2 separate regions of the Rattus norvegicus genome follow, and region 1 is linked to region 2. A link is a contact called in public Hi-C data. All regions are on one chromosome and are shown on one strand. The core of a region is the stretch at or near the end of the contact, and the rest is flanking DNA. Distances in the headings are between cores, read along the strand shown.

Evidence for each region. A called contact is a pair of places that touch in the nucleus more often than the background predicts.
Region 1: a Hi-C map of hepatocytes shows a contact between it and region 2, with 1.9 times the contacts expected there. The contact joins two enhancer-like sites. A contact is called at or near these places in 7 of 12 Hi-C or Micro-C datasets (the Rat2 cell line, Schwann cells, frontal cortex and 4 more).

The regions. Positions count from the first base shown.
Region 1 is chr13:22,675,240-22,678,892 of GRCr8, reverse strand. Zcchc2 (zinc finger CCHC-type containing 2) reads right to left here. Exons shown (of 14, transcript NM_001122677.4): 13 at 835-2,316. Among named protein-coding and RNA genes, the nearest start is that of Zcchc2, 43 kb to the right of the region's middle. Within about 2 kb of position 1,847, at least 1 of the 93 cell types and tissues checked has an H3K27ac peak or open chromatin away from gene starts, as enhancers often do.
Region 2 is chr13:22,589,241-22,593,359 of GRCr8, reverse strand. It overlaps LOC102550524 (a long non-coding RNA gene), which reads left to right. Exons shown (of 6, transcript XR_010056964.1): 3 at 1-437; 4 at 903-1,071; 5 at 1,746-1,809; 6 at 3,143-3,777. Among named protein-coding and RNA genes, the nearest start is that of Zcchc2, 43 kb to the left of the region's middle. Within about 2 kb of position 1,784, at least 23 of the 93 cell types and tissues checked have an H3K27ac peak or open chromatin away from gene starts, as enhancers often do.

The DNA.
Region 1 (3,653 bases), core at 598-3,097, 85 kb before region 2:
TCTCACAAAAGAATGGGCAGCTTGAGCTTATGCACAACCTACAGCTGATCAACTGCACTTTCCTCTGAGGACGCCTGATTAACACGCCCGTTTCAGGACAGTTCTCAGCTAAGATCTGGCACAACGACAAAGGGCAAACGCAAAAGAACAGAACCTGGTCCCTTCCCCACACCTAGTAAAGTGCATCTTTTTCTTCTGCTCTTAGTACTCTTCAAATTCACTCCTTTCCTAACTCACAAACTCGTGTTCACAAAGCTTCGTGGCTGTAAGGATTCAATGGCGTCTTAGATTTTTGCCTCGTGTACAGAATCAACGGGCAGCAGGGGCTCAGATGTGAGACAGCTGTGCAGACTCTAACCTGACTCCAAACCATGAATGCCGGCTGGTAACTAGCTCACATGCCGAGTAACGAGCTCGCATTGTAGCTGTCAGTATTTAACCATCCTGCTTCCCATATGGAAAAGGACTCTCTTAAACTACAGCCCTGCAAGCAGGGGACTAACATTACAGAATGTACACTCTGTGCTGTTCCCTGAGTCTGGACAGGTACCTCTGCCGTTCACTTCTTAGTGACAACCTAAACTTCCTTAGCCCTTACTCAGAGACCTCGTGACCTGGGCTTCTCTATGCTGGGCTTCTCTGGCTGGGTTTTGGACCTTCCCTGTGCTCTGTGACCTGGGTCTACACTGAGTTTCTCTGGCTGCATTTTGTCACTGAAAATACAACCTCTGTAAACAAACACACACATACGGATCTTTCTGCTAAGACAGTATCACATAATCAAGAAGAAACTGGGAACTCAAAAACAAGTCCTCTGGGAGTGAGTGGGATTACCTTGCTGATTGGCCTCCATGGATGACTGCTTACAGTCTTGTGCATAGTGTCCGCTTACACCACAATTGTAACAAGAGACACTCCCGTTCTTCTTGGGCCCAGAACCACTGGTGTTGGCAACTACATTAGGTGCTGGATATACGGGGTACAATCTCCCAAATCCTGCCATCTGCTGCATACCATAGCTGGCTTGGCTCCCCATGACTGGGTCATGCACCAGTCCATTTGCATATGGAGTCTGAGGCAGAAAAAAAGGAAGTTGGTTTCCATTGCTCTGATGTGCTTGGTTGAGGTAGCTGCCATTGCAAATGGATGGCAGAGTGAAGAATGATGGGAGTCGGTACATTGGTCCAGGCATGGGGTTGGGATAATAGTAACTATTTAGCTGAAGGTTTCCATTGGTCCCACAGCTGCACCTTCGCCCACAAGAACCACAGGGACCCAGAGGCTGTGGTGGCACTATGGTGCTGTTAGCATTCGTGTTCCCCACAGCACTGATGTAAGACGTGCTGTCACTCTGTGCAGTACTGTGTGTCAAGGCAGGGCTGGGGCTTGGGGCAGGGCCTGGGGTGTGAGTAGGAACAGCAGGAGGAACTGTGGATTGGGCTGGACTGATGCCTGTACTTGCTGGCTGGGCAGAAGTGGCTGTGTTGAGCACAGTGGAATTCTGGGTGGGTAGCACACTGGCGGCAAGGGGTGAGCCTGGAAAGGTGTAGGAAGCTGGTGGCTGTGCAGCTGAGAGGCCAGCTGCTGGAAGAACTACCTTCACATTGTTCGGCTGAGGGACTGTCCCCGTGTTTCCCTCAATCTGAGGCACCATTTGATTTAGTCCTACCACTTGGGATGCAGATTTTGTGATGGGATCCGTGGCAGCCACAGGAGATCCTGGGAAAGCCCCTGGGTTATGGACAGGAATCAAGGCAGTGTTTGGTGATCCGATGCTCAGCCTTGTGGCTGCTTGTTGTGGGATATTAACTGGGCAATTCTCAGACGCTCCCTGTGGTGGTTGTAATTTTAGACTCTGTAGCGTCAGCTGCAAAGCAGGAGCACTGCTGTGTGGGAGGAAGGGTGACGGGATAGGTAAAGGGGAAGCTAACAATTCAAGGTGCTTCTCTGACTCCCCAGAAGCTGCTGGGCCTAGGATGCCAACCGGGGCCGCATTTGTGGACTCCATCATTGTAGAAATAGCCACAGGGTTAGGGACAAGCACCCCTACGGCTTTGCCGTCTGCAGATTTGGGCGACGGAATGACAACTTCTGACTTCTGGGCACCGTTGTGCATGACACAGGGTAGAGTTGGCATGAAGGGAATATGTGGGTACTTGTGTGAGGTCAACGGAGCTTCCAAAAGGTTCCCATTCTCAGTTCCCAGTGAGACGGTGTCAGCAGGCGGCTGGACAGAGACGGTCTGGGTGACAGAGCCATGGCCTGCAAACCTGGCTGACGATGGATTCCCAGAGTCTTCAGAATTGCTGTCTGTATCTACAGAAGACATGCAAATGCAGGTAAACCCAGGCTGAACTCCTATTTTCACATTAGAACTAAAAGCTAGGTCTATTCAGAATTAACTCTCAAGTTTGCAATGCTTCCTCGATCGCATTTCCTGACTGCCCCTGCTACTGCGTCTCATCTCCGGCTGGTAGTGTGCTCTAAGGAAAACAATACCAAGGCTACTGGTGATCCACTTAATTCTGTGCCACCAAACCTGAGTTTAAATTTATTCCATAAATGATTCGGTTTAAGTAGTTTGATCAGGAGAACACTGAGCTCCAATGGTTTAGGCTAGAGATGGAATTAGTACTTGTACCGCATACTCAACAGGGAGCATGTAAAGCTCCACCATTAGTCCTACGATGATTACACCACAGGGACACAAGAGCCAGAGTGGAGAAGGAAGCACCACTACTTCTCACCACCACACGACAGACAGACACTAAACTGCTCTGCACCGCACCACGGTGCACACAAAAGCCTCCCCAGCTTCCAGTCAGGGCAGAGGAGTCGGGACATCTGACATAGTAAACAGGAAAACTGCTGCCCTGCCGTGTCCAGAGCTCAGAGCTGGGTGTCATGCCTACAGTAAGACTCTTTCTGCTCACAAATTAAGCTGGCTTAACTTGAGGCACGTTAAAGAGTGTTTGCATTCACAAAGGCAAGACTGGCCATGCATGGCTGGCAAGAATAAGCATTCCTCAAATAAGAGCACTCCTACAGAAAGGCTAACAGACCCCAGTGACACGGAAGATCCAGTGCTGTGAGCTGAACTGCCTCAATCTATCCAGGGAGCTTAAGTGAATGAGTGAATGCTGAGAGCAAACACGCCCCTGAGAGAGAGATCATTACACTACTTATATTCAACTTCATAGAAGAGAGGAGTCATAAATTAACAACCTTTTCAAGGCACTGGATCTGTACTACCCATCAATGCAGAGTTAGGAACAAAAATTAAGTCCAAAAAGAAAAAAGAATGTTTCAGATGGCCAGTTAAATTCCCATCTGAATGAAAACGTTCAGTCTGAAGTCGCAATAGACAGCCCCACGCCTTTGAAGCCTACTGGGATCAGATAGAACGATGTTTTGTGTACTTGACAGTGGAAAGCCAAATGTCTCACAGCATCACTACAACAAACAACAGCAAAGAGCCGCACGTTTCCAAAGCCACGTACGGACCTGAACCCTGGAAAGCATTCACAGCTCTCAGTCCAGGGGTCCTGTCTTTAGGAAAGCCTACATGAATAAAGGACAGCATCACCTACATGGGCCTATCCACTCTCAGACCCGAGAACAAGACAGGGATGCTACGAGTCACCCGCAGACCT
Region 2 (4,119 bases), core at 535-3,034:
GCAATGAAGTTCAAAGTTAAATACAAGCTAGAGTACTATTTGTACAACTTGCTTCACTTTTTCTTCTAAAATGAACAATGTCCTTCAGTGAAAAAATCTTTTTTCTTAATTTTATTTTTTTTAAATTTCATATTGGTTCTTTGTGAGTTTCCCATCGTGCACCCCGACCCGGTTCATCTTCCCACCCCCTCATATGAGCTCTCCAGCGCTGTTCCGGCTAGGAGACCCAGTGCTGGCATCAGCAGGCATGGCTGCCTTCTGCTGCTCTCCTCTCTCGTGCCCTTGGGGGTAGTTCTTTCATGCCCACCCCTCCAGAGCCAGCTCCACTGTTTCCCAGTCAAGGCAAGGGCACCACTCTCCCAAGGGCTGCAGCCTATGAGGAACTGGAGCGGCCCTCCTGCTCTCACACCCTTGGGGCTGGCTCACCCTTGCCTCAGGTGAGGTGGGGGAAGGGCAGGGCTAACTGTCATGCTCTCCCAATGCCCTTGGGGGCTGGCTCATCCGTGCCGCCCCACCAGGGCCAACTCTACTGTGCTGCCTAGATGAGGCAGAGTGTGCTCTCTTGAGAGTTTAGTTGGCGCTGGACAGAGATAGCTCGCCTGGGCCCATGAACCCTTCTGTGGACTGCTTTCCCAACTGCCAGAGGTGGCGGGGGGGGGGGGCGTTGGGGGGGATGAAGGGCAGGACCTCTGTTCCCGTGCCATCCCATGGCAGATGCCTGGTAGGGTCAGCTCTCCCGCACCCTCCCACCGTGGCCAGCTGCACTGTGCTTTCTCAGTGAGATATAGGCCAGCTTTCCAGAGAACTGCATCCAGTGAGGGGCAAGGACAGTTAGGCACAACCCCTTGACATCCACATGGTCCCTGTGAGTGTCTCAAACAGGGTGTCCCTGTCTTCTATAGTGGTAATATGAGCCACGGACATCAGCCCCAACTCACGCTGCTTCGGAGCCACAGACTCTCACTTGGCTCTCAGTGGCAGCTCGGGTTGGGACCTCACCGTGACCTCAGGTGGCGCAACTGGCCGCTCACAACAGGCTCCTCCTCTCCACATGCTCATGCTGCTCCACAGGTGGGACTCCTCTCCATCTGACCACCATACATCGTGATGGCTCCTGTTGCAGGCTAGCCATGCAGCTGGTGGCCTCTGGGTGACATCCTCTATCCACGCTGTGCGTTGTGGCAGCAAGCAGGTGTCTATGGCCTGCCTGTGCCATGTGCGGGAGGGCAAGTGTGTGGGCGGCATGGCGGTCCACAGGTGTCCGTCTTCCTTCTCCTGTACAGCGCTGCCGCAGTTTGATTTAATTTGACTTTTCTGAGTCCTAGGCATAAGGCAACTTTAACCTTCAAGCCAGGCATCAAGCTAGGATGAACAAAATCCGCCATCTGACTGATATGAGAAGTCACCACCAACAAAGTGTTTGTCCATTGCCAGCGGGAATGGGGGTGGGGTGGGGGGAGGCCTGGGGCGCCACACACAGACTGACCGCGGACTCGGAAGGGGGGAAGGCAGGATGACTTGCTTCTTTTATGTCACAGTGGAAGTCACATTTTCTTCACTTGCTAGCCACCTCCTCACTCCTATTTGTCCTTTACATTTGATTTGTCCCATGTCCCACCCACTGGGGCCCTAAGGTTGATCACTGTAGGAACAGTCACAGCCCAGATGTCCTGAGGTCCCTGCGGTTGCGACATCCTATTAAGAAGACCGGCCTTACCAGGCCTCCCCCTCTGTTTTCTTTGTAGCAAAGGGAAGGTTTCCCTGTCCTGAATCACTTGCTCCTTTCCCGATAGCCCGAGGCACAGCCCGGTAAGTATGACATAGCTGTCTATTTTGTCTCCACACTCTGGCTATGCCTGGGTCTGTTAACTCAGTCAGCTGCCACAGCACTGCTCCCTCCAGATCTTCCTCCCCCTTGGTTTCTACATCTCCAGCCATTCCAGGTAGTGCAAGGAAAGGTTGTGTTTATCTGTGAGACACAGGCTAAGACAGACAGAGTAAAAGATGAAAAACATATATTTTGAACATACTGAGGTTTTTTAAAGTAGGTGCCACAATAAAATAAGGGAATTAACTATCTAACAGCAGAATCAGACAGTGTGGGAGGATATATGATTCTCTGCTTTATGAATAGTCCCCCTCCCCCATCCCTCAGCTCTGCTTTGGCTCACACTTTGGATCACTGTGTGGTAGGTAGTGCTTTGCACAGCTTGTTCTTAGTTTACGTGTCTATCTTCAGCGCAGTGCTCAGAAAACAACTGGTCTCAGTAAGACCGTATTAGCAGGAAGTAGTTAGGACTCAGTCAGAGCTTATTAATTACAGCGGGAGTTTTTGCTACACCACTCCGGCTCCTGGCGGGTTGCACATGCAAACCCACCCGGGAGCTATTTTTGTATCTGCAAATGAAAGACACACACACACACACACACACACGTTTATTTTTAATATGCCTTAACTAGCTCAGTGACTGGGCACTTCTAACCCTCACACAGCTAGCAGGTCCTTCCCTCTGGTACTCCTGCCTCAATACCTTCTAAATCTATTTTAACTTTGCTGCCCTATTACCTTCTGTGAAGCCCATTGGGTTTTGCTGCCCAAGATGCTTCTGGGCAGCCCTTCCAGGGCCCACTTTTCCTCTACTCTTACATTTTAGATGATCTCCCCTCCGCAGCTCTAAATCTGTCTGTCTCTCCTGGGTCAGTGCGATATCTCTTGTGCCTTACCCCTCCGCCTGCACCCCTCCCCCCGCCCCACTCTTAGGGTCCCGCCCAGTTTCCCTTTGCCCAGCCATTGGCCACACAGTAACCAAATCCAGCCTAGGGGCAGGCTTCCTTTAGTCAGTGTGTAGGACACTGCAAACAGGTTTTGGGAGAACACAATTCGCAAGAGAACACCAGCCGCTACAATTAGTAGGATAGAAGAGGGAATTATTTCTGAAAGACAGAAAGAGTGAGTTGGAATCTCGAAAACATTAACCAGAGAGTGCAGAGAGGTTCCCAGGGTGGTCTCCTGTAGCCATGTTATATTTTGCCTCTGACTTTTGAAAAAGTATCGAACCCAGCACATTAATGGGGGAGGGGGCTGAGTGGAGCTGGGATGAGAATTCGGATGCCGAATTAGAGCAGTGCTCTTCATCCTCAGATTCCTTTTCGCTGTAAGGATGAAGACAAGTTCAACTAATCACCAAACGTGAACGAGTGTGAACAGCTTTTGAATTGCCACAACCATCTTGGTGATTTTCTTCTGTAAATATAACCCACTTTCCGGATATGCAAGCCACTCTTGCTCAGAGGCCAAGCAAATGCTCTCCGTAGTGACCCAGCATTAGCATGTGAGCTTCAAGCATGCTCCAAGCAAAAGAATAAACATAAACAGATAATTTAGTAGGAACTGCAAGAAAAGGGGCTTTCCCATCATCACCGCACATCATCAAACAGGGAAGAGACACTCAGCATGTCAGAGACCAGTGCTCCTCCAACACCCATGAGAAAGCCTACCAAGTGTGCAGACAATGAGCTGTGGCATTCTGCTTTTGCCACAATTAGCAGAACGCGTCAGTAAAAGATTTCCCAAAGGGTTAGTATCCCATTAGTGTGGAGAAAGACTGGATTCAAGATTTTTATATCTCTTGAAACAGATGGTTATAATTTAAGCTTCACGAAATATGGGTGGTGGAGGCGGGGGTGGGGAGGCAATCAGAAAACCTGAAAGTCCCAGTTTCTTGTTTTCCAGGGCAAAGCCTGCAGGATGATTGTATAAATAGTTCTAAGACTCTCGTCTGCTTTTTTTTTTTTTTCTTCTTCTTCTTCCTTCCTGGAGATAGTCTGCAGAGTGTCTGTCTGGACACATCGAATGGCTAGCCAGATGGCATTTCCAGATCACTTTTTCTAGAAGCCCAAGATCTCCTCAGATACAATGACACGATCTCAAGCTGATGCAGGGAAGCCATGGAATGAATCAGGGGGTGGGGGGAATAAGTTACAGGAAACACATGTAATTTTAAAAGCAACAGTTGAGGGCAAGACTAGAAAAATCATGTGCCTATTGGATCTGCCACAACTCTTCCATGGCATTGCCCGGCATCAGCTGTGGTATAACTTGCCACTTGAGGGCCTAAA